Regions from separate parts of the Mus musculus genome. Here all the other regions are linked to region 1. Evidence: chromatin contacts called from public capture Hi-C and promoter capture Hi-C data. All regions are on one chromosome and are shown on one strand. The core of a region is the stretch at or near the end of the contact, and the rest is flanking DNA. Distances in the headings are between cores, read along the strand shown. Region 1 holds the start of Iqcb1 (IQ calmodulin-binding motif containing 1). Region 2 holds the start of Cox17 (cytochrome c oxidase assembly protein 17, copper chaperone). Region 3 holds the start of Lrrc58 (leucine rich repeat containing 58). Region 4 holds the start of Poglut1 (protein O-glucosyltransferase 1). Region 5 holds the start of Pdia5 (protein disulfide isomerase associated 5). Region 6 holds the start of Sema5b (sema domain, seven thrombospondin repeats (type 1 and type 1-like), transmembrane domain (TM) and short cytoplasmic domain, (semaphorin) 5B). Region 7 holds the start of Sec22a (SEC22 homolog A, vesicle trafficking protein).

Region 1 (4,177 bases), core at 1,433-3,932:
AAGCATTCGTATAAAAGATAGGCAAGATTTATCCCATATATGAGACAAAACAATACTTAATCTCAAATAGCATTGGCTTGAGTGGTTTAAATTAGGTCCACCTGCTCTGCATAAATGTCAAATACTATATGATATAGTTTCCATTCCTTACGAGTTCTTGAGACTGAGGGGACACTGGAAATGAACCTGTTCAAATAAACCTAAAAGGATTCTGTGTAATATTATACTTAATTGGATAGGGTGGGGCGGGGGGGGGGGGAGACAGTATTTTTTTAAGTCTTCTGCAGGACTAAGGGTGGAGTCTAAGCTTGTTTACTGTGCTTGTGATTATGCTTTGTCTTTTGGCATATGCTTGTTTATTGTCATTCTTGTGGCTCGATTATCCGACTCTAATTTGGAAAATATGTTTTCAACATCTTAAGAACTTTTGTAAAGCCGGGATGTAGCTCAGCGATAGAGCACTTGACTAGTATGCACAAAGCCCTGGGTTTGAGTTCTAACGCTGTAATTAATCCTGTAAAGAACCCATAAATAAAAGTCTTAGGAACACCTGCAAGGCACTTTTCAAAAGCTGTATTTCATTCATTTAATTTTGGATTTGCATCTGTAGGAAGAGAATGCATATCTAAGCTGTAAAATATATATACATCGAGGGACTGGAGAGATGTTTCAGAAGTTAAGAGCACCACTGGCTGTTCTTACAGAGAACTTGGGTCCTTCTCAGCACCAGCATCAGGTCACTGATAGCCACGGTTAACTCCACTTACAAGGGACTTGAGGCTCTCTTGCGGTCTCTGAGGGCACTGCATAATATGATGTGCATATATAGACTCAGGCCCACACATACACATAAAAAAAATAAACATATCTATCACTAAATAACTTTTTTGTAACTTTAAACTTTGTACTGAAAAACAAAAGATCACTGCATGCCTGAGAAGAAGGAAGAGGAAAAGGACATAGTACTTGGGAAAGGGGCATTGAGAGGTCAGTTAAGAACAGTACCTTGCTTTTGGAAAGGGGAGAGACAGAGAGACAGAGAGAGAGAGGGGGAGGGAGGGGAGGGAGGGAGGGAGGGAGGGAGGGAGGGAGAGAAGGAGAGAGGGAGAGAGAGAGAGAGGGAGAGAGAGAGGGAGGGAGAGAGGGAGAGAGACTATGGCTGCACAACACTCACTGATTCATTGTGGGGAACTCTGGATGGTAACCCAGAGCAAAATAAACAAGGAGCACTACTGAAGTTCTGTTGGTAAACTTCTCCCATTTATTCCACCAAAACATGATATTTTTGCTTAATGCAGCCTTTTTATAAAGCTTAAATATAATCAATGGAAGGTTAAACCCATTGGTTCTTCCTACATTTACTCTGAGTTATTATAGATGAATTGTCTACAACTTAAACTTTGAAGACTGAGTTTTAAATGAGTGTTTTTCAGAATATAAACCTTGTAAGGAAAAGGACAGAATGGTGGAGAATGTAGGACAAGCAGACAGTAAAGAAGAGCTGGGCTGCAAAAGAGATGTGAAAAAAAATCTACAATTTCACACACACACACACACACACACACACAGAGGTCACAACTCAGTGACCTTTCCCTTATGCGCTAGAATTCTGTGGCCTATTATGCAAAAAAGAAGTTTTACATACAAAATTAAGTTATATTTTTCGTGCTGGCATCTCATTTAATTACTAAAACGAAAAGGCTCATTATAACCTCTTTTTCAACAATATTAGAGATAACCTATTAAAATAGATCCCAGAGAACAAAACACCAAAGGGTAGAAATCATTAGGAGGTAGATTTTTAAAGTAAAGAAACTAGATAAAAAAATCTTTCAATTTTTGATAATCAGTAATTACTTAGTTGACCATGAAATCTGAGATGGAAAGAGATACAAACGATTGAGACAGCTGACAATCTCTTCCCAAGAACAAACTAAATGGGAACCCTCATCAGCCAGAATGGGGAAGAAATGTCCTTGTGGCCTCTCCACATCACTTTTGCCCTGCATTCGGTCCTTTGTTCCATCTGTCTGTCACCTTTTCAAACTCTGCACCATCCACTTGTCACGCTAGTCTCCACAGCCACCCGTGCAGATCGTCCCACAAAACTTCCTCTCAGGTCTGTCAGTCTCACTTAAACCCTTCCAGGGTTCTCCTACACTGTGGGACGCCAGGTGCCTGCACAGAGGCTGGCAACTGGGTAGTGGATCACTGTGCCATCTGGTCTCCCGGGGAGCAAAGAGCGGCGGGGACAGAATTACAGAATCCGGAGGAGTCTGTCTCCATACCACCCTCCCATCCCAGAAGGAACCCGGGGTACAGTCTGCACTCACAGCGCACGGTGTGGAAGGCACAGCGCGGCTGCTTCTCGAAACTTTCGCCTAGCTTGAGAACCCGCTCGCGACGGTCCAGGTATGCAAGTCCCGCTGGTCCACTCATCCTCGTCCCCTGCCTCCCGCTTTTGGCCTTCGCCGTCCCCTGCCACAGCCTCTGGAACAGCTGCACTGGCTGCGAGCTTGAGTTCGGTGCCCGGGACCAGCTCCTTTCACCTCCAGACGCGTGCGGCCGCCCCTTGGAGCGCCCCGAGTCTTGATTGGCTGTCTGGAGACACCTGCCCCGCCCCTCGCCCCAGGGCCCCGCCCCGCCCCTGGCCACCATCCCCGCCCCTAGCCCCCTTCCCGCGTCGCGACGCACACAGCTCGGCGGAGACCGCCTCGCTGAGGTACGCTGTGCGGGTCGGGCCCTGAGGTGGACGGACGCGGGGAAAGAGATGAGGTAACAGACCCGAGATGGCGGCTGGGATGGAGGAAAGGCCCTAGGGGGGCGGGGAAGCTAGGACGCCAGACACCCAGGGCAGAACTGCCTGGCGGGGCCTGGTAACGGGAGCGTGGGCCTCCTCCGCGCCGGGCCCGCAGGTTTGGTGTGGAAACGGACGCCTGACGAGAGGTGGCGGCCGGGCCCAGGCCTGGGGCCTCCTGAGGCCTAGCTGCTCTGAGGCGGGTCTGGAACCCCAGCCGCGCCCCCTCAGGTGATGTGACCAGACTGGAAACCTCTGGAAGCCGCGCAGTTACCTTTAAGGGCCGTTCATTTATTTATTTTTTCTTCTTTCTTTCTTTCTTATTTATTTATTTATTTATTTATTATTTTTTAATTAGCCCTTTAAAAACACAGGCTTTTCCCGCCGGGGTTAGGACCTGAGGAGGGGGCGTTTCCGGAGGCGACGGAGAAGCCTAGGGTTAGGGGTAACTGACTGCTGTACGTTTGTTTCTGGCATTTGTTTCTGTAGTGATTCCTGGAAGCACTGAAGAGCGCGGCCTTGGGACTCTTGATTTCTCAGAGATCAGTCTAGCAGTAGGGTAAGAGCGTCAATTGATTGATAATTGCCTTCACACACACACACACACACACCCCACCTCACAGAAGTGTTATGAAGTAGGAGAAAGCGTGCTTTGTATTGGAGGATTATTCAGAGAAAGTCTACAGTGAGCCCCCTCAGGTGATTCTTCAGGTTAATTGTGGCATCAGACTATGCTTTCAGCACTTCTACCTTAAATAGGTTTGTCAATTTATTTTTTTCAGATGGATGAGGGATTATTTTTTGCCTTCTACCCTTTAAAGATACAAGGAGAGATTGTTCAATGTATTTATGCACGAAGGTTCTGAAGCCAGAATCTCTGGGCTTGTACGTCAGCTTCATACTCTCAATGTGATTTTTGTGCAAGCAAATCAAACAAATGTGTTTATCATTAGAATTGGGGAAATAATAATAGCTATGTAAAAAATAATGCCATTCCTTAGAATTGTTGAGGTGGTTAAATGAGTTAATACATGCTCTCTAAATAATTATTTTGGGTTCAGCAATACTTTCATATTTTTAGACTTAATCATTGCTGAATGCCTTATAAATTTTGAAGTCTAGGGACAAGGGATGGCTATTATGTTCATAGATGAAAACACTGGTTTAGAGAAACCCAGGTGGTTGATTTTGTGGCCATCTAATGTCAAGAGGGATTTGTTCAGTGGCACAAGTGAGTGGATGTATACTTTCACATTGATTTTATTACCATATTGTATAAAGTAATTTGCAATCAGAATGGCCACCAGTGAAGGGAATGTTTAAGCATATTTTGATGAATTCTTACAAAGAACAGGATAATGTAGACACCGGAAAGAGTAA
Region 2 (3,652 bases), core at 193-2,692, 1.5 Mb after region 1:
ATGTAGCTCTGAATGAATCATATGCCCTTCTGAACCTCCGTTTGTTATGAAGATTAAATGCCTCTCACGCTCAACTCTATACAGGGAAGCTGTGATGCTGAAGATTATATTGATCCTAGTTGAATTTAAGAAATGCCAGGAAAAGGCATTTTTAATTCTGTTAATTGGTATAATGACAAATATCTGATTGCACAATTAATAAAACCAGTTTAGGAGCTGAGGGTATGTAACCCAGTTTGTAGACTATTTGCCTAACATGCAGGAAGTCCTTATATACCAGGAAAGGATGGCACACACTTGTAATTCCAACATTTAATAATCAGTTCAGGGTCATCCACAGATCATTCAAGGCCAGCTTAGGCTAGAGACTTTGTCTATAAATATTTATATTAAAATTAAAACCACTTTTTTGGGTGTGTGTGAAGAAATGGCTCACTGGTTAAGAGTATTGGCTGCTCTTCTGGAGATTCTGAGTTCAATTCCCAGCAATTACATGGTGGCTCATGACTATCTGTGATGAGATCTGATGCCCTCTTCTGGTGTGTCTGAAGACAGCTACAGTGTACTCAGATACATACAATAAATAACTACAAACCACTTTTTTCCTGACCTACAGCTAGTTTAAGGAAGCCACTCAATGCTGTACATCTTAGTGAACTTGAATACAATTAGAATGGTTGATTTGAAGCAATGGAGCTCTACTGAGGGGGTTACACTTTCAGTATCAGTTACCATGTCATTTACTTATCCAAAACACACACACACACACACACACACACACACACACACACACAGAGAGAGAGAGAGAGAGAGAGAGAGAGAGAGAGAGAGAGAAACAGAGACAGAGAGACAGAGACAGCCCATCACAGTTGTTGAAAGTAGAAAAAAATCTTATCTTCTTTCATGACTACTGTGTCATGATATATTATCTGAAAATTTAGCATATATGCCGGAGAGAAATAGGAGGTAGGGGGCCTTTGTATCTGTATCTGCAGAATGTCTACAAAGCAGGAAGGAAGAAAGACCATAAAATATCCCAGGGTGGAACCCGGATCTGCTACTGCTTGTCCAGTACCAAAAGGTCAGCCCTGAAAATACGAATACAGTTAGCATTATACTGGACTGAATGGGTCATATAGGAATATATGTATGCATGTATACATATAAGCATGCAATAACAATTAGGGAGGAAAAGGCCATGAATTTGAAGGATAGTGGGGAATGGGTATGTATATGTAAGGATTTGTAGAAAGGAAAGGGAAAGGGAAAATGATGTAATTAAATTACAATCTCAAAAACAAAACAAAAACAAAAACCATTCTGGGTGACCTTTTAACCTTTGCGCCAGCGCTGACGCCACGCCCTTGGAGCGAGGCCTTGTACCACTTCTTTTGCGCACGCGCTTCTTAGACTTACTTCCGTCCGGAGAGGCGGGACTTCCTGTCCCCCTTCGATTGACTGCGGAAGTGGAGACAGACGGCTCAGGGTAGTCGGAGTTTGGGAGCTTTGCGCGTGTGCGCTCATAGTTGCTTTCGCCTGGAAAGATGCCGGGACTGGCGGCCGCTAGCCCTGCCCCGCCCGAGGCTCAGGAGAAGAAGCCACTGAAGCCCTGCTGTGCCTGCCCGGAAACCAAGAAGGCGCGTGATGCGTGGTCAGTGCGTAGCCCGGGAGGGAAGCCCGGGCTTTAGCAGCTCGGCTCCACTCTGCTCTCTGGGACTCTGGAGATGCAGGGACCCATAGTTCCGCTGTCCTCTCTGCTCCCTGATCCCGCACCCCAGTCTCAGTTAGGGGTCAACGGAGAGGGCAAGAGGTTACATTGATCCCAAGGTTCTCGTCCTTCATTCCTTACTACGATTGCATTTTAGTCTTCTTAGGGATAAGACCCAGATAAATAGAAGTGCGTAAAGATGCTTCTTGATTTAAAGGCATTTAAAATATGTGGAGATTTGTTACCAGCCAATACTATACCACCAGCTGTGATAGATTTACTAAGACCTAGGTGTAAATTTTTCAGGTAATCTTTAGTAATTTTTTTTTTTTTTGGTCGAAACGTGTGAATAGTAGAACACAGGATACATTTCTGAAGGGATACCCTTTCCAAGAAGTTAAAAGTCAACCTGTCTGGAGCTGGAGAGATGGCTAAGTGGATAAAAGCCCTGGTTGACCTTCCAGAGGGCCTAGTTTCGATTCCCAGCACCCACACGACTGTTAACAATCTTGTGTAATTCCAACCCCAGAATAATCTGACACCCCCTTCTAGCTATTGCGGGCACTGCACACACATGGTGTGCAGGCAAAACACCTATACACATAAAAACAAATTGTAAAACTTGTCTACAGGACAGAGGTGATATTAATGTTCATCGACTTTATCATCAAGTCACAAAAGGTTTTGTTTGGTCTCCTCCCTTTTATGTAGCCTGGGTTCTGGGGCAGATACTGAAGTCCTCAGTGTGGCTATGCATCTCCATCTTCTCCCATCAAAGCAGAAAAATACTCGGAGAAACAAATATGGATTCTCATGGTGTGATTTCATTACCGGAGAGACTGAAACAGTTTTAAGTCTAGCCTGAACATCCGAGTGAGACCATGTCTCAAAATAAAAATAGAAAAATACACAAAACAAAGTATTCCTTGGTATTGTAAGGTAATAAGAGTGTAACCAGTTATTATTATCACTACCTATAAATGGAGAATTTAAAGATCGATCTGATACCAAGGTTCTTGAAATACCAAGGTAACCTGCTTAAGGAGACTTTGGTGTGGCTCAAGACTCAGAGCTTAGAAATACAGTCAGGCTTTGAATCTTCTCCCTCCAAGTTGGTGACCTTATGCAAGGTACTTAACAAGTCTGCTTCACACGTGTGTTGAACGAGTCCCGCATTTCTGTAAGGTTTAGCAGTGGGTGTCGGTGGTAAGGGGAAGCTAGCTGTTATACGGAACTCACTGTCACACCCAGTCTTCTCATCTGCTGGTAAGGATGGTAATAGGAGAACCTCTTATTCTTTTTGAGACAGGGTTTTGCCATGTAGCCCAAGCTGGCCTCCTCCTGAGGAGTCTCCTGTCTTAGCTTCCCGAGCATGATTACAGGGGTGTTTCAGTACATTTGGGCTCTTGTGACTACTCTTAGGATTTTATCATCACAGACCCTTAACCTTCTGAAGAACGATTCATCTTGGTTGCTCGTGGCTACCAGATCTCTTTTGATGTTTATGTTGTTGGGTGTTTAATGATTAAAGGTAGGCTTAGGTATTTGGATGTAAGAGGAAAAGGAGAAACAGGAAGTTAATTTCTGTGTGATAGGAGGACCAAACGTTAGACTCTTTCCTCGTCATTTTATGTAAATATTCAGTTTATTTCATTATAAAGAAATGTTTATTATTCCTTGGGTATAGAATAAAGGCATCATTTGCTACACATAATTATTTCATCTAATTAGAACCTTCCCCAGACAACAACAAAAACAAACGTTAAGACCTTAGTTCTATGGAACACTTTTGTGGGAACAGAACCATCTTAAGAGCAAATACCAGAGAGCAAAGGAGCTGAGCTGGTTGGTGTAGTAGGGATTTGTTTGTCACTCCAGCTACATCTGCACGTGCCCTGTCTCACTCCCTGTCACAGATTCTCCATGAATGTGCTTGTCGTCTAT
Region 3 (3,906 bases), core at 482-2,981, 1.0 Mb after region 1:
AGTTTCTGCCCCACTTAGGACTTTCTGCATAGCTTCAGATTCTATTATTGAGATCATCTTTCCCCTACTACCTGATGTTTACACAGGCTAGCTCTTTTTCTCAATCATGTTTTGTTTTTTTCCCTCGTTTGACATTGCTACTGCTTGTTGTTTTACCAAGAGTACACATTTTTAAAGCATTAAGTATTCTTGATCACAGTAGGGCTTCTTCTAGAATATTAGGTTGATCTGAAATAAGGTCCATTTTAAAAAAGGAACTTCCAAATCAGATGTCTTCAAGACACTTGCAGATTTTATTTTATTTTTTAGACATGGTTTCTTTTTTTTTGTTACCCTGACAGTCCTAAAACTATGTAGATCAGGCTGGTACTCACAGAGACACTCCCACCTCTGCCTCCTGAATGTTGGGATTAAAAGCAGGTACTACTATGTCTGGCACATATTTTTTAAATTCCACTCATAGATTGTTTAAACTAACAAACATGACAACTCAATCATAAAGCTTAGCTGTGAAGTAGCATGAAGTCTCTCATCTGCACAACTGAGTAGATGAGGTTATGATTTTTAGGAAAAAAAGCAATTTAATCCCACTGGTTATCACATAACCTTTTAACTTTCTTGTATTTAAGCTCGGTAAGAAACTAAGCTTTTCTCTTATTTCCACTAATGACTTTAAAATTACAAAACGAAATCTCAGAAAAGATTGACATTGAAATGGGATCAGGATGAAAATAAATCTACTGGAATTAGTGAATTAGAGCTAGAGTCAAGACTTTCCCAGTTAAATTCTATCTAGTTCTCACTTGCAGAGTGCTTTGAACGCTTTCTCCATCTGAGCTCAGTGTAAGCTAGATCTAATAAAGGGGGCTCCTATATCCAACTCCCAAGCGCATTCCCATGCCCAAGGGACCAAAGCCCACAGGAGTGATTCTGTGATTGACGTGGACAAAGTTCTTATTGGACACACAATACTTTTACAATGGTGCTTTTTGTTGTTGTTTTGGGGTTTGTTTTTTTTCCAAACAAGGTTTCACTGTATAGCTGTGGCTGTCTTGGCTCGCTCGCGTTAGACAATGCTTTAAGAAACAACAGGCAATCAGGGAAGGGAAGGTCTTCAAGCATGCTTTCCAGCTGGGGCGACAGCCATCTCCGACTTTGGCTTTAGCTTCGAAGAGGCCTTTGTTCTTCACCGTGTAGCCCTGGCTAGCCTGGGCTATGTAGGTCAGGCGGGCCTCAGACTCAGTACGGCTGCCTCTGCATTTCAGAGCGGGGACGAGAGGCGTGGGGCCACCAAGCACGTTCTCCTGAAGACATTAAATTCTCAGGCTACGTCCCCGTCATGGCTACTCTCTCTGGATCCCGCAAAAATGGGGGGGCCCCGGCCTCAAGTGAGAACAAAGGAGGCGGCGCCCCGTGACGCGCAGGCCCCCGGGCGGGATCAACAGCCCCGGAGCTGTTTACTCTGGCGGCCAAGGCCACCACCGGGTGCCACACTATAAAGGGCGAGCTGCCCGCTCCGGGGAGCCTCAGGCCTCCGGCTCGCCCACCGAGCCCCGCGACGCCCGGGCGAGCACAGCTCCCTCACACGGTTCCCGGGAGCGCCAGGCCTCGGCTCCTGCGCAGCGGACGCCGCGCCGTGCGCCACGTGAGGCGGAGCCCGGCCCCCGGAGCGGCGCGCGCACCCGGCGCCGACCATCGCGTGACTCGGAGGGCGCGCGGGGGTGAGCGCCCGGGCCGTACCGGGCCGCGCCGCGCCACTTCCGACGCGGCGCTCGCTTTAGGTTCCGGGGCGCGCCGCCTCGGCTCGCGGGCCCGGGATCCGGCGGGATGGAGGAGGCCGCGCTCGGGGAGGCCGAACTCAACTGGTCCCGCCTCAGCGTGTCGGCCGAGGCGTTGGAGTCGGAGCTGGAGGCGCGCGCCGAGGAGCGGCGCGGCGCGCGCGAGGCTCTCCTGCGGCTGCTGCTGCCCTACAACCGCCTGACGTCGCTGCCGCGGGCGTTGGGCGGCGGCTTCCCGCACCTCCAGCTCCTGGACGTGAGCGGCAACTCGCTCACGGCGCTGGGGCCCGAGCTGCTGACGCTGAGCGGCCTGCGCACGCTGCTGGCCAGGAACAACCGGCTCGGCGGCCCGGGCTCGCTGCCCAAGGGCCTGGCCCAGTCGCCGCTCTGCCGCAGCCTCCAAGTGCTCAACCTCAGCGGCAACTGCTTCCAGGAGCTGCCCGCCTCGCTGCTGGAGCTGCGCGCCCTTCAGACCCTCAGCCTGGGCGGCAACCAGCTGCAGAGCATCCCCGCCGAGATCGAGAACTTGCGGAGGTGAGCGGCGGCGAGTCCCGGGGGTGGGGAGCGGGGCGGTGGCCCGAGCTCCGTGGCACCGGGTTGGAGGGGGAGGGGGACTAGGCGAGCCATTGTCACCCGTAGCGTCTGACCAAGGGTGGGTGGGTGGGTGGTAGCCTTTGGGTTGTGTTTGGCCTGCCGCAGGTCTTCGACGCCCCCCGCGCCCCCCAATGAACTCTGGAATTCATTGTGGAGACCATGCTAACCTCAAGCTCACAGAGCTCCGCCTGCCTCTACCTCCCAAATCTGGGGCTAAAAGACATGCGCCACTAAGCCGGACTTCGCCTTCTTTCTTGAGTCTAGACAGGGAGTCAAAAGGGCTCCCGTTAACAGAGGTTGGCGATTTCTTACTGGTTAAGTCTTCCGAGACTTTCCATGCGTTTGCATCAAAGTGGCATTTAACGTGGCGTAGGAGGTGCTGACCTACTTCCTTGGTTTTTATTTCCAGTTCCCCTCTTTTCCCGATACCCAAAGTACCATTTGTGGAGTCAGTGAGCCTTGCACACACACACACACCCAGAAAGGCAGCTTCACTAAATTGTGGGGTTGGGGTTGGGTACAAAAAAAAAAAACAAAAAAACCCAAAAACAACAACAACAAAAAAAAACCACGCTGCGCTTCCTTTGACCCTGAGGAACTATTCACATTTCAAAATTTTATCTTAGGAGTCTTTTCTGTAATTCTAAAAAAAAAAAAAAAAAAAAAAAAAAAAAAAAAAAAAACTGTTCCCAGGACAATTAGAGCCAAATTACTTCCTCTGTGTGTCACACATCATACCATTGTATCTGTGTTACTGTATGTTACTGAATGTGATTCCTTCTTTACAGGAACTGTCTGTCCTATCTCCTAGTGGCTTAGTCAGTAGTGTACTGGAGTGAGGAGGTGCAGAGAGGATAATAGAAGTGCTCTAATGTGCCCTGCAGGGGAGTCAAAGCAAAACAAGAAAGCATCTTCCACTTGTTAAATATTTTTCCTCTCTTTTAATTGGTTAGCCAAGATAAAAGAATGTGGAGCCAGAAAGAACCTTCGAGTTAACAGGGAAAACATTGACCCAGGAATAAGACTTTTTCTTCACATCTCACCCTTCTGCTGGTCACTTAGCACTTCCTGTTTGCCAAATGAGGCATCTGGACACAGTGTCCCTTAATTTGCTCCTCGATAGATGTTTACACAGTACTTGATGTGTCCCAACATTTTCCTAAGTTCTGGGGCTAATCCCCTGAGATAGAATGACAGGGATTTGACCTATTTTGGTTCTTGAGTAAGTGCCGTTTGAGTCAGCCTTCTGAAGGAAGTAACAGTGAAGATTTGAGTGTGAGCCATTGGACCAATCCAGGTAAAAAGAAGAGTGTGTGTGAAAGTCCAGGAGCAAGGAAAAGAACTGCTGAAAGATGATCATTGCAAAGAACCGGGGACACTCAGAGGGTGTCACATCTTGAAGACTTCCATAGAGTGTGGGTTGTATTCTGAGTGCACATGTTTGTTCCTGTGGAGTGGCAAGGGGCTGAATGAAGGAGAAGGGATTTGGGGGCTGGTTAGGAGGCCATTGTGGTAGACACCGGTAACCTACAAC
Region 4 (3,921 bases), core at 1,096-3,595, 1.7 Mb after region 1:
AGCAGAGGTCCTAAATTCAATTCCCAACAACCACATGAAGGCTCACAACCATCTGTACAGCTACAGTGTACTTATATACATAAAGTAAATAAATAAATCTTTTTTTTTTAAAGCATGCTCACTCCAGCAATGGCCATATTAGTTGAATTTTGCAGGGGTGTTGTAAGGAGTAATTTAAATATTCTGCTAGAGGACTAAATGAAGAAATCTGTACAATGAGTAATTACTATGAGGCCATGAAAGCAGGCCTGGCCCACAACGGACACTCCTAAATCCCTCTGCTTCACTTCCCCCTGAGCCCACATCCCCCTGCCAGGTTTCATCAGCCTGTTCCCCACAGCTTGTGGCAACAGGCAAAGAAGAGAAGGGACAGAGCCTAAGCCATCATAGCTAATGATGTACACTAGGCTTACAGAAAATGGCTGGCATACCAAAAAGAAAAAAAACAAATTCCTGTAGCTGGTTCCTAGGAGTGTGATCAAGTCAGCCTCCGTGTACTAACAGTGTTAGAGGACCCCAGAGGATACCTGGAGGGAAACATGCAGTCATCTTCCCTGAATAACCGGTTCTTAATGATCTGGTAGTGGGTTCCTAGCTTCCGCCTGACCACCTCAGCCATCATCTTCCTGGAGATCCCACCTCGGAAAGGAGTCAGGTCCTCTTCTATGACGCTGTGCAAGAACAATGGAAAACATCGAGCCAAAGCAGGCCACGAGGTTGAGGACGCCATCCCATCTATCCCCAAGAGTTTTGTTTAGAGGATACACTAAGCAGGGGGGAGAGCAGGGGATAGGAACGAGCCACTCTTCCACAAGAGCACCATGGATAACTGAGAAATATCAAACTTGGGAGCATAGGCTGCAGTCACCAGGGAGCAAATCACATCCCTTCTCAACTTCAGCACAGAGTGAGTTTCAGTATCATCAGCATCTTTGAGGGATCAAATAAAAAATGAAGAGCTAGGACTGCTATTTAGCTGATGGACTATCAGAGGGGTTACGTGGCTTGCCCTGAGGGGTAGTCGGCCTGCTTTCAATGTACTGAACTAACCCTGCCCAAACGTGCATACCTTAAAGATAAAAACCAAGAGGAAATACTGATTAGATGATAAACATGCTCGTTCCTTTTCATGTGCAGTTGCAGACAACTAGCACCAGAGAGAATAATAACAAGACATGAACTCTGGACCTAAGAAGCTTTCAAGAGAAATAGAAGAAATAGAAAGCACATGTTGCTAAAATACCATAGGGAACAGAGGCAATGTGGAGAACACCGAGCCTCTCCCATCCCAGAGCATTTCCATACATTACGAGAGCCATCTAAGGTCTCAAGACATGCTTAGATCACTAATAACTGCCATCAAGATCTCTCAAGGGACTTAGCGAAGGTCCCTACAAGAATCCAGCTCTCAGAGACACACCAAGGAACTCACCCGTGATAGCAGCTGCAGTTTTGACTTGAACATGGTTCATAATTCTCCAAAGCCCTGTTAATTTGGTCAAGAAATACTTTCCATTTTGAGCCTTCAAAAAGTGAAGGAAATGAGAGTTAACAGAATAAATGCCCTTGGCATTCGTATTTGCCAAGCACCAGGCAGAAGCAACAGAAGACCAACACTTGGAGAAATCCCCTTCCTTTCCCAGTAGTGGAAATGCCAAGAACGATTCTTTGTGTAACTTGTCGGGGCTTGAGTCAAGTCTGTTCCTCTACCTGCGCCATCAGGTATCTAAGAAATTGGAAAAGTCACAAGCTATTAATGTTTGGCCTTCAGTAGGTTATGGAGACACCGGACTTCGACATGGATTCTCACCTAATCAAACTGAACCCCATCGAGACAATCAACGCAAACTCAAATCCTCCCTCATCTGTTTTGTCCTAATAGCTAGCAAGTGCCTCCCACCCTCCTCTGGGGAAGCACGGAACAGCGTTCTGCTGTAAACAGGGAACATCCCTCTCTTCCTACCATCCCCAATTCTGGAGGATGGGGGTTACTCTCTGGGATCCAGGACCAGAAGAAGAGGCCCACCAAACACCTAGGCTCGCCCCCGCCCGCTGTCCAGCTCGCGTTGCAGCCGCACAGCATCCTCCGCGCGCCGGGGGCCACAGCGAGCACCCAGGGACCCGAGCGGACCCCGAGCCGCGGCGGTAAGCTCGGCCCCGCCCGGAGCCCACCTGAGTCCTTCTGGCGGCCCTGCACCGGGCACAGGAGCAGTAACAGCATCCATGCCCTAAGCCGAGAGCCCGCCCGACGCTCCATCACCCGCAGACCACTGCGGATTCCCACCCGCACGCCGGCGGAAGCGCCGCCCAGCAGAAGGATGGCGGCGGACGCCACGGCACGTGGGAGCTGCCCTACACAAAGATGGCTGCCGAGCCCGCCCCTAGGCCTCCGGGAGCCTGGCATGGGAAATAAGGCAGCAGGAAGCCCATTCGGGTGGCACATTTAATAATGGTCAGTTCTGTGACAAACCGAAGGTTGGAGGTAGTTTGTTTTGTGCTTCAGCTATACACAGAGCTTAGGTTAAATCATTCCTTGGCTAGGTCACTCCAGAACACCAAACTACTTATTTATTGATCGTATTGAACGGATGTCCCCAAAAGGTTGCACAGGTCCATTTATAATAGGAATTTCTAGCAATATAACACAAATAGGCCGTGTTAAACAAGCCCTTGTTTTGTACTGAGGTTTGTGATAGGCTGCAAAAGACCATACCAAACCAGATTATCAATAAACAAATTGGATGCCAGGCAGTGGTGGCGCATGCCTTTAATCCCAGCACTTGGGAGGCAGAGGCAGGCGGAAATCTGAGTTCGAGACCAGCCTGGTCTACAGAGTGAGTTCCAGGACAGCCAAGGCTATACAGAGAAACCCTGTCTCAAAAAAACAAACAAACAAAAAGCAAATTGGACGTTTTTTAAAGCTATGTATCATTATCATTAAATTCTTTTATTCTTGGACTGGAGAGATGGCTCAGCGGTTAAGATCACTGACTGCTCTTCCAAAGGTGTTGAGTTCAAATCCCTGCAACCACGTGGTGGCTTACAACCTGGTGCGTCTGAAGACAGCTGTAGTGTACTTAGATATAATAATAAGTAAAACTTTTTAAAACATTCTTTTATCCTTGAGATAGAGTGTTATAGTATAGCTCAGACTGGTCTCCAACCCATAATCCTCTTGCCTCAGCTTCTAAAGTTTGTAGGTACCAGAGCTTGCCAAACACTAACTGAACTTCAGAACTTCGAACGTGCAAACAACAAACCAGGAGCCTCACAGCAACTGATCCAAAAATAGACCAGAAAGGACTGGAGAGATGGCTTAGTATTTTAGAGCACACACTGATCTTGCAGAGGACTTGAGTTGATTTTTTTAAAATTATTATTGGATATTTTCTTTATTTACATTTCAAATGTTTTCCCCTGGGTCTTCCCTCACCTCCGGAAACCCCCTATCCTATTCCCCCTTCCCAGGGCCTCTATGACAGTGCTCCCCAACCTACCCACCCACTCACCCACTCCTGTCCTCTGCCCTGGCATTCCCCTACCCTGGGGCATCGAAAACCCTCAGGCCCAAGGGTCTCTCCTCCCACTGATGCCAACAAGGGACATATTCGGCCAGAACCAATATGTCCCTCCATGTGTACTCTTTGGTTGGTCATCCAGTCCCCAGGAGCTCCAGTGGAGGAAGGGTGTCTGGCCAGTTGACACTATTGCTCCCTCTACAGGGCTGCAAAACCCCTCAGCTCCTTCAGTCCCTTCTCCAACTCCTCCATCAGGGACCTCAAGCTCAGTCCAATGGTTGGCTTCGAGCATCCTCCTCTGTATTTGTCAGGCTCTGTCAGAGCCTCTCAGGAGACAGCCATATCAGGCTTCCATCAGCAAGCACTTCCCCGCATCCACAATATCGTCTAGGTTTGGTGACTG
Region 5 (3,603 bases), core at 203-2,702, 1.3 Mb before region 1:
GGGCAACACCTGAAGGCAGGCGCAGAGTGTAGTTTGCTCCCCACCCAAAATTCAACCCGGTGGCAAACAATGTGGTTGATAAATGTTTACAGAGTAAAAGGTCAGTCCCCTGGGCTCTTGTTTTTACTGAAGGGAGGGAAAAAGGAAGAAAGCAAAACCCTCCTCCCTCAGAGTTCAAGGACTGACATCCTGATGGGAGTCAGCCCAACTGGCTCCAGGAAACTTATGTCAAACATCATGGCACACCACCAGCACCCCAAAGCTTCGCGGTAACCTACTAGATCTCTCCTAGACGGAGGATGCAGAACTGGGAACAGGGAGCTTCCTTTGACACCTTCTTCCACATAACAGAAAACTCGATGTCACTCCTTTAACTGGTGATCCCAAAGGACAGGGCACTGCGGAGTTCAAGCGTTTAGATCTAATCACCCCTCCCTTTCCACCACACCCCCCCCCATCTGCCCAGCATCCTTGCCACACCCAAAGGGAAAACAGTGGAGTGGTAGGGGCAAGTAAGTCTTCCGAACTTGGTGATAGTGGCGGTGGCCATAAGGAGATGGACCCAACACAAGGGAGACAAGAAGTTACGAGAGAGATGTGGAAGAAGGCAACTACATCCTGTCACACACCCACAACCACACCTCAGCCCCAGGGGCAAACCCGTCCCCAGTCCCCACTTCTTCTCGGGGGATGCTTGTTCGGGAAAGTCCTCCCATCCCCACATAGTCTGCACCACGGTTCACCCCTCCTCCACTTCTGTATCACTCCGGTATCATTTTGCAGTCTCCGGAGCTGGTTCCACCGACTCCTCAGCCGACCCGTCTGACAACCTCCTTAGCGGGTATCTTTACGGTTTCCCATCTCATAGAAGGAACGCAGACACGTTTACAGATCCAGGGCGCCACACACACAGCTCGAAAGTGGCCGGGGCTGGAGCCGGCATCACCGTGGGAGCAGAACTCTTGGAGGTGGTGACCCCACCCAACCCGTCACGCGCCCTTTCTCCGGGGGTCCAACCCACGAGCAAGTGTTCCTGCTGCGCAAGTGGAAGGCAGCCTCCACCCCACACTCACACAGGTGCAAGCACCGCCCGGGGAGTCCTGCTTAGGCTAAGGACATCCCAGACCTGCGTCCCCGCAAAGTTGTGCGGGAGCGCGAACCCGGAGAGAGGGATCACCCGGCCCGGCCCCAGTGGAGAGCAGAGGACCAAAGACCCTATTGCCACCCGGCGAGCACGCCCCCAACCAACCCGGACCGCGCGCTCCCACGGCCATGCGGGACGCACGTGTCGCCGGCCCACAGCCTCACCCCAATCGCCAGTAGCAGCCCCCACGCCCGCGCCATCCCCGCCGCCTCCTGCCGTCTGCACCCGGCTCCCGCGCACGCCTGCCAGCTCCACCTCGGCCAACAGCTACGGCCACTTCACAGCCGCTCCCCGCCTCCGAGTTCCCGGTGCCACGTCTGCCAAAGCATGCGCACCAGGCTAGGAGAGGCGGCCCGGGAAGGAGCCTGCCGGGAGTTGTAGTTCACGAGAAGCTCGGGATGCCTCTGCCTCGGACTTTGCCTGAGGACGCAGAGTAGCAGCTGTGAGGATGGGGGGCAGGGAGGCTGGGGAGTAGGGACAGTTGTTCACTAAGGAGCCTTGCTCTGTGCCCGCAGAATCAGAACCAACAACTCACTCTGCCCCCAGAAGTTAGTTTCCCCACCCCGAGGATTAGCAGGCAACCCAGAGAATTCCAGTCATTTGACTGTAGGTACTAATTGTAAAGTCTATGATGGCCTGTGGAGGATGGAAAATGCCATCTGCTCCCGAGGCTTTTTTTTTCCCCTTGACAAAACATTATTGAGGTGTCGGGAAAACAATTTAGAGAGCCCAAAAAATATTAAGTATAGATCACCACACTATCCCCTTACTCCTTAACCATATACTCAAAAGAATCGAAAAGTGTGTTCAAGTAGTACTAGCACACCAATGTTCCTAGCAGCGCTGTTTATGATAGTCAAAGAAGAAAGAAAGGAAGAAAGAAAGAAAGAAAGAAAGAAAGAAAGAAAGAGTGAGTCTAAATATCCTCAAAAGACAAATACAGAAAATGTGATATACACCGGTACAACGGAATACTATTCATCCAATAAAAAGAAATTCACACAACCATGTTAACAAATATCAAAAATATATGATGCTGATTCTTAAAAAGCCAAATGCAAAATGTTGTATATTGTATGATTGCATTTATATAAAATATACAAAAATTGGAAAAAATGGTTTTGGTTTTGTTTTTTTTTTTTTGGTTTGTTTGTTTGCATTTTGTGTAAACAGATTACTCTGACCTGGGGAATGGAGGAAAGGAATTTCAGTTCAGAAATCCATTGATGAGGATGAAAATCTTTCAGAGCTAGATAAAAGGGGAAGCAGCACAGCATTATGAATGTATTAAATGCCACCAAACTGTATCATTTAAATAGTTAATTGATGTTAAATGAATGCTAATTACCTGAACAAAAAATGTAAAATGGGAGCTGGACAATGGGTACATTATTTAGGAGCACTTGCTGCTGTTGGCTCCCACATAGCAACTAACAACCATCCTGTAACCCCAATTCCAGGGTATCTGATCTCCAAGGGCACAAGATATGATTGTGGTACTCCTACATATGGGTAGGGTGGTGCACGCCTTTAATCCCAGCACTCGGGAGGTAGAGGCAGGCGGATTTCTGAGTTCGAGACCAGCCTGGTCTATAAAGTGAGTTCCAGGACAGCCAGGGCTATACAGAGAAACCCTGACTCGAAAAACCCAAAAAACAAACAAACAAAAACCAACAACAAAAAAAAAAAAAAAAAACACCCATAGACATAAGACAGGTCTTTTATGTACAACAAAACAAAAAATCCTCTTTTGAATCCTCTTTGTCACGCGCACCATCAGCTTGTCACTTCATTTAGGAATGTTTGTTGGACAACTACTCCGTCATAAGGATGCAAATGGAGAATAATAAAATGGACAGAGGAAGTGCACATTGAGGAGTTGGGAGATATTCCCTGAATAAACGTTGCCAGCTGTCTAAAGCCTCTCTCATCCCCCAGTTTCCAGGTGTCTACTCCTTACCTTTAGTGCATACCCATTGTTAGTCTTTAGCTGTCTTGCCTTCCAGAAACACTGTGTGTAAACAAACACACAAGCCTACATCACTTTGTGTCAGGAGTGCTCACAGCATCACAGTAGCAACCATCACATTGTACATGGGAGCTAACTGCCACATTGTAGCAACCATCTCATTGTTTCATCAATGTTATTCAGGAAATTGTTGCATGTGCTGCTTTGGGGTAAGTCCCCAGAGATAGGGCTGTGTCCTAAGTCACTTGCTTTTATTGATTATGAAGATGACTTGGGTAATTAGCCCAACAGAGAGTTGCATCTTAAGTAGAGACTGCTGATGTAGTCCTTAGGCCAGCTGAAATGGAACTTGTGGAGGTGGAAGACTATGCAGAATAACCTGACCCAGGAACAATTGCTGCTCCTGACCTGCAGGCTCCAAGTTCCGTCTCTCGGTCAGGCTAAAGTCTCAAGGCCATACACACCTAGCTGTCATTCTTGGCTCACCCCT
Region 6 (3,609 bases), core at 730-3,229, 1.3 Mb before region 1:
TGCAGCTTATGGAACATTATGGTTTTGGTTTAATCAAACGGTGCTTCTAGGGCTTGGAGAGATGGCTCAGCAGTTCTCTTGCTGTTCTTGCAGAGGACCTCAGTATGATTCCCGGCATCCACACCAGGGGACTCACAACTGCAGATCCAGGGGATCCAATGTCTTCTTCTTGTCTCCACGGGCACCAGAACACACATGGCATACACTCACACAGACACACAAGCCAACATATAGAATGAAAAGAAATCTTTAAAAAAGATGTTTTATATTCCACATCTTTGTATCTTTGCCATGGTAAAAACAATCCTCTAGGGATTGGGAGTGTGGGGGAGGGTTGGGCCAGTGTGTATAGCATGGAAGAGGTCCAGAGATTCTAGAAACTGGCTTCTACTCTCCAGATCTCTTGGTCTGTGTAGCGCATACTGCTTCTTCAGAGCTGACCCCCGGCTTAGATGTGTCTGTGCTCAGACGACGCTTTCTCCCCATCCCCATCTTTGCATCTCTCTTTGGGTCCAGAATAGGTTTTATCTTTGTGAGTTCTTCTTTATGCAGCACATTACGAGCTTCAGCATTTTTCTGTTGCCCTAGAAAGACTATCTCTCTGAGGTCTGGTACTGTTTCCCTTTTCACAGCACCTCATAAAGGGCTTCCTTAGAGCACACCCTTTCTGTTCCACTACCCTGGAGGTACTGGAGGGAAGCATCCCGGGATTCCTACTGCCTGCATCCTGGGACTCCTACCGCCTCCATCACTATCTCCATCCTTCTGCATTTTTCCGAGGTTTCATTTTGTAACACGAAGTGCTTCACCTGGAATCGGTTCTAATTCTCCAAAGCATTCCAGAGAGACTCTTAGCGTTTTTATTCCCCTAAAGCATTATTTGGCGGTTTTCTCTGGTTTTCTCTTAGAAGCACACTTCTCTTGTTTTGATTGTTCAGGTCCTTTGTCTTTCCCACTTTTTCACTTCCTTAGCTCACCTTATTTTATAATTAAAGTACCTCTTCTGTTCAGCAGAGGGCTCCCTTTCCATCCGTGCTTGTAGCCCTAGCATCTAGGATTTGAAGCTTGCGCTCCTCGACTTTCTCTGTCGACACTAGATCACTTAACTTGGAAACAATCCCACCTAGCTTGGTGTGGCTGCGCTAAGGGTCCCTCTGCTGCGGACATTACTCCGTTCCTCTAGGATTGAACATTCTTTGGATACCCTCCCAGTGTTCCTGAAGCCATTTCACTCCCTGGATCCCCTGCTGGTTCTTCATACGAGGTTCGGTAGGGTGCACATCACTAACGTCAATTTACAGCCGAGGAAACTGAGACTTAGAGAGATTCACCCAAGATCTTGTAGCTTGTGAGGTTAACTAGCAACCGGTCAGCTCTGGCTTTTCGGTCCAGCCCAGCAGCTTAGCATCTCGCTGTTGCTGGAGTTGATTACAATCTCCCGGGTTTAGTACGCGGTCCTTTTCTCATTCATATTTCAAATCCACAGGCAGAAAAATGTTTCTACACAGCTAAAGGGGCTGGGGTATTGGGGACCCCAGGGTGTGTGTTGGGGGGAGAGCTTTCTCAGGCTCCAAGTTGGGGTCGGTTTGAGATGGGGATGGCAGAGAACGGTAAGGTAAAACCTAGCAAAAGATGGCAAAGGCTAGAGACCTAGGACAGAGGCAGCTTCTGTCCACCCATCCCCATAGCTCGCAAGCTAGGGGCCGGAGTTCTGCTAGGGGGCGAAATCGGGATGCAGGGCGCCCCCTCGCGCTCTCCCGCTCTCCTCCGGGCTGGCGGGTGAAGCGCCAGCAGTCGCAGGTCCTCTCCATCCCCCTCCTCCTTTTCTCCCCCGCTCCCCTCCTTCTCTCCTCTGGCTTCCAACTCCTCCCCCACGCCTCCCCCCCACCCCACCGCCTGCTCCCTCACTCTCCTCCTCCCGGCTCGCTCCGGCGCGCGGGGTCTGGAGCTAGTTGGAGCGCGGGGGTTGGTGCTGGAGCCCAGCTCCGCCGAGCCCCGCCGGTCGGCCGCGCATCCAGCGGCTGTTGGAGCAGCCGGAGCGCAGCCGGGCCCGACAGGAGTCGGAGACTGCGGCGGAGCGCTGAACCCGTAGTCCGGAGCCTTGCTGTTCGGCCGCCCCATTCCCAGACCGGCCACCAGCCCTCGGGTTCGTCGCTGTGGTCCGCACCGCCCTGAGCCCAGGGCCGCGGGGAGCCCGGCACCTGCGCGTGCTGCCGGGAGGTGAGTCCGGGAGCTTCCGGAGCTTTTTCCCTCGCCAGCTGGGGCTGTGAGTTGCAAACTTCAGCAACTAGGATAGGTAGAGGGGTGGGAGTCCGGGGGCGCTGGTAAGTTGGAGGCACGTTGGGGAGGCTTCAGGGGGCTGGAGCGCGGGTCCCGGGGCTGTCTGGGGCTACCTCGGCTGGGGCGCCACCGGAGCTGCTGCGTTCCTGACACCCGCTCGCTCTGGCTTCTGGCTCCACTGGGCTGCGATCAGCGCGTCTAGGCTGCAGCCGCGGCGGAGACCCAGATCGCGGGCCTGGAGTAGGGGGACTGACCAGGGAAAGGCTGGGGGAGCGAGGGGGCAAAGGAACGGAGACTGGGCCGAGACAGAGGTTCAGCAGAGGGCGGGCGGGGAAACCTGGCAGAGGAAGAGTGCGGGCGGCGAGGCGCGTGGGAACGCGTGGCCGGCCCAGAGTGTGAAATCTCCCGCGCAGGGACGTCCCCCATGCCGCCGCCACCAACCCGGCCCTCGCCTGATTCTTCCTAGACCCCTCCACCCCCTAGGCTACTCCAGCCTTAACTGGGCCCTTCGGAGCCCACAGTGTCCTCTAAGGCCCTGGATGGAGCAGCCCGGGGCCCCTTGCTCCTGCCTCAGCCAGTGAAGCGGGTGCGGCGGCGGGAACCTGGGACTAAAGGGGCGATTTCCTGATTTATTTTTCTCATGGTAATTTGTCTTTGTGATTGGGGCTGCCCATTCACTTTCCGCTCACGTCGTGCGGGAGATCCAGCGCGGAGGGAGGGATGGGGGGGGGGGTTGCGCTTGGGCACAAGGAGGGATGCGAACAGGAAAGGGGATCCGGGGACCCGAGCCGGCGGGAGCGGAGACAGAAGTAGCAGCAGGACCCGCGGAGAAAAAGCGAAGGTGAAGAGGATCGGCAGAACGATGTGGGCTCCGTTGCGGGCCTCAAACTTTAAAGAACCAGACGACCACCTGAAGCGCCGATCTCATCCCTTCTGGTTGCTTTACCGGGGCCCGGTTCTGAGTCGTCTCGCCCCGTTGCGCCAGACATGAGTAGGCGCTGAGTTTGGATCTGGAGCGGTGGCCTCGGGACCTTGCCCCCAGGCCTGCGATCCTCTTCTGGCTTTTGATAATTGGAGAAGAGCCTACAGAGCGCATCTGGTCAGCCCACCTTTAGTGGGCCATGCGCTCTTGGTCAGCCAAATAGGACTGGGGTATTGGAAGTTTGACTGTGTCTAGAACCTACACGATCCTGCCTTCACTGGCCCTAACTCCGATCTCTTTTCTCCACCCTTTTGTAAATTCAATCTCCTTCCACCCGTCTCTGCTCTCCCATTGCCTACCCGCATTCTGTACCGACTTGGACCTCATTCTGCGGTGCTCTGTTCAAC
Region 7 (3,733 bases), core at 1,103-3,602, 1.5 Mb before region 1:
GTTATAGCGCCCCGTTTTCAGTGTACATCTATCAGGAAATTGAGCAAGTTTCCTGGACAGCATCTTAAAGTACTTTCTGCACTCCTGCATTCCTGTGCTCTGCTCATAATCAGTGGATGCAGACAGCGGTAGTCCATCCCTCACACGAATGACTGAGGCAGACAAAATCATAGACATTTCAACCCACAGAAGACCTAAAATAAAATGAGAAATCTGAATTAAATAAAAATCAAGGCCAAAACTGGTAAGCATTTATACAACTTTCACAATTAGTAATAATCAGAGTATTAAGATAACAACACAATATATTCCAAGAACCTTCCAATTAACACATTTTTTAAAAATATGTAACTTATTTTATGTGTATGAGTGTCTGTCCACATGTATGTACGCGCACCATGTGCATGCCCGGTGCTCTTGGAGAACAGAGAGGAAGAACTTGATATGTTGGAACTAGAGTTGCAGATAGTTGTGAGCAGCTATGGGGGTACTAGAGTCTTCTGCAAGAGTAACTAAAGCTCTTAACCACTGAGCCATCTCTCCCACTACCAAACAAGCTTGTAAAAACAGCATTTGCAAGCTGGGAAGATGGCTGAATGGTAACACTTGTAGGGCAAGCCATCTGATGACGGGAGTTTGGCTTTCCAGAACACAAGAAAAATTGAGACGTGGTTATATGAGGAGATATCTATAATCCAGGGCTCCTACAGGTAGATGGGAATTGGAGACACAAAGAGTTCCCAGAAGCTCTGAGGACAGATCACCTGGTATATTGCAGTGAACAAGAGACCCTGTCTCAAACAAGGTGGGAAGGCAAGAACCAATACCTTAGGTTATCCTTTGACCTGCATACCTATGCTGTGGCACACATATGCTTCACCCCTACTGGTCAGTGTTCATAGTGCTACAAGTTGCTATGCAAGTGACTGGAGAAAGGCAGCCATCCATTTCACCCAACTACGAACCCTGCAAGCTCTAATAATGACCTGCCTACAGTGCCCAGAGGTACAATATGACAGAATATTATAGGAGTTACCTATCTTTTTTTTTTAATTGAATTTAAGATCCACTTCATACACCTCATTTGAACCTTCCGGGAACCGGTAAGGTTGGGTATTTGTTTCACTTTGCTTTGGAAGAAACACAGGTTCCAAAAGCTTAAGTCATTTGTTCAACCCCTAGTAAGTAATAAGTTGTTACTAACTCTAATAACTCTATAAGACACTGCCTCTAAACATACCCAGGCTTCGTTACTACATGGAGAGGAAGGTGGCAAGTATCTCTTTGCTAGTGTCTTTTCATACACCAAACTAAAATATACTTAAACTTTACCCAGTCTCTAAAAATCAAGTACTAAACTGATGTGATCTTCTTAAGTGGAAACGGCCGATCCTTTAGTAACTTTTGGTTACGGGTGTCAGGTTCAGCTCTCAAGTCTTCCTTTACACACTAGAAGTTCTAAGTATTGTTTAAGAAACCGACTTCTCACGGTACTGGCAAACGAGTGGGTACCAGTAACATGGAATGTGATTCCGTTTTTTAAAAAAATGGTGGTTGTACTAATCCGCTGGGATTCTATCACGTGTAGCCTGGCGGGACACCCAGGCTCTGCCCAGGGTTAAGCACAGGAGGGGCGGGTTCTGAAGAGTTCCACCTGCCCCCAGGTGATGGTGATCCCGGAAGCTAAGCAGCAGGAGACTCCCCACTTGTGGAGCCAATTTCTCAGGTCTCTTTTCTGCCACAGAGAGTCGCAAAGCACCTTTAAAACAGGGCCTCACGGGATTTCCCAGAGCCAACGAGTAAGATGTCCAACTGCAACGCCCATTCAGACTTCACAAATCACAGGGTACAAGCTACCCCGCCCAAAAGAAAGTAGGAATGCCACCTCAAGCTCTCTCGGGCCACCTACCAGCCCGAGTGAGTCGGTGTGCTGCTGACATCGGGAGCCAGGGAGTCAACACTACGGCTCGCTGGCAGCCCGGGACGGCCGTCCCTCCCCGTCAGCAGCCCCTACTCCAGCCGCCCATCCTAGGACAGGCCTGCTAAACAGCAACCGCCGCCCGCGAGGCTCGCAGCCCTAGGTCGCAGGGACTCGGACCCTGCACGCCCGTCCTCCTAAGCTCTGAGGCCACCGCCACCAAGCTCCGGCTCGGACAACTACCGGTCAAGCCGAGGTGGAACTCCGAGAGAGCGGCGCGAGCAGCCGGCCAGAGCTCCGGGAGACCCAGAGGAAGCTGAAAAGAGGGGCCGGGCCATACCTGTCGCTCCGGGACCCGCGGCTCGGAGTGACGTGCCACGCAGTGCATTGTGGGGCCGGGAGTGGCCTTCCAGCGGGGATGCCCGCGTCCAACGTGGCTGGCGCCGGCGGAGCTCGCACGGGCCTATCGGACGCCGTGGGAAGCATCCAAAGACCCGCCCCTTTCCGAGGCCCGCCCTATCCCCGCCTCCTCCGGCGGAGATTGGCAGGTTTTCCTGCACCTGCGCCAGGAGATTGCCTTCTCTTCTAAGAAGAGAATTATGCTGTCCTTCGGAAATAAGGCTAATCTCCTTCACCTGCTGCTTTGTGTCGGGAAGCAGTTTGTCTCTCGTGCGCCACTCGGGACAGAGGAAAAGCTCTCTCTGGTGAACAGGGAAAGGATCTTCTTCCATCAGGCACTACACAAAGAAACTTAGCAAAACAGAGAGAAAAGCCTCAGTAGCTCCTCCCAGCCTTCACGAGGTTAAGTATTATTAAACAAGGATATGCTGAATGTCAATTAAATGGTCGGCAGCATCTTAAGCATGTTTTACAGGAATGTCCACAGCACTCCTTTTAAGGTGTAATAGGAATAAAAGGCATTAAGGTAAATTGTTACAGAAATGTACATTTGACTGGTACTGTGAAGAAAAACTAATAGGTACATTGATGAATGAGTTGTGGACTGTCGGGGAAGAGCTCCATGATTACGTACCTTTTAAGGTCAAGGTATATTAAGGGACCCTTAAAAATGTTCTAGACCCTGGAAACATGATTTGTGAGCATTTAACTGTACTAGGAAGTCGTGATGGTTGGTTTCTGTCAACTCGACAGAAACCTTCACATAGCTAGAAGAAGGAATCTTGATAAACCCTCTGTAAAATTAGCCTAGTGGGCAAGTGTGTAGGATATTGCCTTGATTGACGATGATACAGGAGAGCCCCGCCCAATGTGGGCGGTCTTCACCCCAGTGCAGGTAGTTCTATGTTGTACCAGAAAGTAGGCTGAGCAAGCAATGGGGAGCAAGCTAGTAAGCAGCACTCCTCCATGACTTCTGCCTCACTTCCTGTCCAGATCCCTGCCTTGAGCTCCTGCCCTCACTTCTTTTCGTAGATGAAATAAATCCTTTCCACACCCAGTTGCCTTTGGTCACTATGGTTAATTTCATCAATAAAAAGCCTAAAGCAGAAAGTATGTAGGGGCAAGAAGTTTAGGCTGAGATGAGGCAAGGTCTAACTCTCTTTGGCTACTTTATACAGTTCAGACTTCAGCAACACACCCTAAGATCAATTCACAGAGCTAATAAAGATTCTTAAGTAGGATCTGATTTACATATTTTAAAGCTCATTTTGCTGTTTATGGAGATGGATGGATAGGGAGCAAGAAGGGTTACTGATGGGCCAGTTTGGAGGCAGTTGTATTGGTCAAGGCCACAAATGATGGTGGCTTAAACAAAGATAATGGCAGTAGAGGCAGAAAGAGATGGACAATTTCAAG

The links. Promoter capture Hi-C pulls out the DNA fragments that hold promoters and counts their contacts. Capture Hi-C pulls out chosen DNA fragments and counts their contacts.
Region 2: a promoter capture Hi-C map of liver shows a contact between it and region 1, with 2.6 times the contacts expected there. The contact joins the promoter of Cox17 here to the promoter of Iqcb1 in region 1. A contact is called at or near these places in 2 of 39 promoter capture datasets (liver and pre-B cells), 1 of 115 datasets of contacts at active chromatin or transcription factors (astrocytes) and 1 of 9 other capture datasets (adipose tissue).
Region 3: a contact with region 1 is called in a promoter capture Hi-C map of pre-B cells, with 4 times the contacts expected there. The contact joins the promoter of Lrrc58 here to the promoter of Iqcb1 in region 1. A contact is called at or near these places in 2 of 39 promoter capture datasets (liver and pre-B cells) and 1 of 115 datasets of contacts at active chromatin or transcription factors (large pre-B cells).
Region 4: a contact with region 1 is called in a promoter capture Hi-C map of hippocampal neurons, with 5 times the contacts expected there. The contact joins the promoter of Poglut1 here to the promoter of Iqcb1 in region 1.
Region 5: a capture Hi-C map of embryonic stem cells shows a contact between it and region 1, with 2.3 times the contacts expected there. The contact joins the promoter of Pdia5 here to the promoter of Iqcb1 in region 1. A contact is called at or near these places in 5 of 39 promoter capture datasets (the 3T3-L1 cell line, 3T3-L1-derived adipocytes, cranial neural crest and 1 more) and 1 of 9 other capture datasets (embryonic stem cells).
Region 6: a contact with region 1 is called in a promoter capture Hi-C map of stem cell-derived epiblast-like cells, with 4 times the contacts expected there. The contact joins the promoter of Sema5b here to the promoter of Iqcb1 in region 1. A contact is called at or near these places in 8 of 39 promoter capture datasets (the 3T3-L1 cell line, cranial neural crest, embryonic stem cells and 3 more).
Region 7: a promoter capture Hi-C map of hippocampal neurons shows a contact between it and region 1, with 7 times the contacts expected there. The contact joins the promoter of Sec22a here to the promoter of Iqcb1 in region 1. A contact is called at or near these places in 4 of 39 promoter capture datasets (3T3-L1-derived adipocytes, hippocampal neurons, liver and 1 more).

Annotation. Positions count from the first base shown.
Region 1 is chr16:36,825,718-36,829,894 of GRCm38.p6, forward strand. It overlaps Iqcb1 (IQ calmodulin-binding motif containing 1), which reads left to right and starts at 2,683. Exons shown (of 15, transcript NM_177128.4): 1 at 2,683-2,775; 2 at 3,287-3,356. It overlaps Eaf2 (ELL associated factor 2), which reads right to left and starts at 2,542. Exons shown (of 6, transcript NM_001113401.1): 1 at 2,334-2,542. The coding sequence starts at 2,439.
Region 2 is chr16:38,345,557-38,349,208 of GRCm38.p6, forward strand. It overlaps Cox17 (cytochrome c oxidase assembly protein 17, copper chaperone), which reads left to right and starts at 1,443. Exons shown (of 3, transcript NM_001017429.2): 1 at 1,443-1,651. The coding sequence starts at 1,545.
Region 3 is chr16:37,866,669-37,870,574 of GRCm38.p6, forward strand. Lrrc58 (leucine rich repeat containing 58) reads left to right here and starts at 1,732. Exons shown (of 4, transcript NM_177093.3): 1 at 1,732-2,312. The coding sequence starts at 1,828.
Region 4 is chr16:38,547,911-38,551,831 of GRCm38.p6, forward strand. It overlaps Poglut1 (protein O-glucosyltransferase 1), which reads right to left and starts at 2,346. Exons shown (of 11, transcript NM_172380.4): 1 at 2,173-2,346; 2 at 1,433-1,523; 3 at 528-671. The coding sequence starts at 2,257.
Region 5 is chr16:35,489,421-35,493,023 of GRCm38.p6, forward strand. It overlaps Pdia5 (protein disulfide isomerase associated 5), which reads right to left and starts at 1,453. Exons shown (of 17, transcript NM_028295.1): 1 at 1,309-1,453. The coding sequence starts at 1,344.
Region 6 is chr16:35,539,383-35,542,991 of GRCm38.p6, forward strand. Sema5b (sema domain, seven thrombospondin repeats (type 1 and type 1-like), transmembrane domain (TM) and short cytoplasmic domain, (semaphorin) 5B) reads left to right here and starts at 1,980. Exons shown (of 22, transcript NM_013661.2): 1 at 1,980-2,220.
Region 7 is chr16:35,361,566-35,365,298 of GRCm38.p6, forward strand. Sec22a (SEC22 homolog A, vesicle trafficking protein) reads right to left here and starts at 2,353. Exons shown (of 7, transcript NM_133704.4): 1 at 2,259-2,353; 2 at 1-194. The coding sequence starts at 177.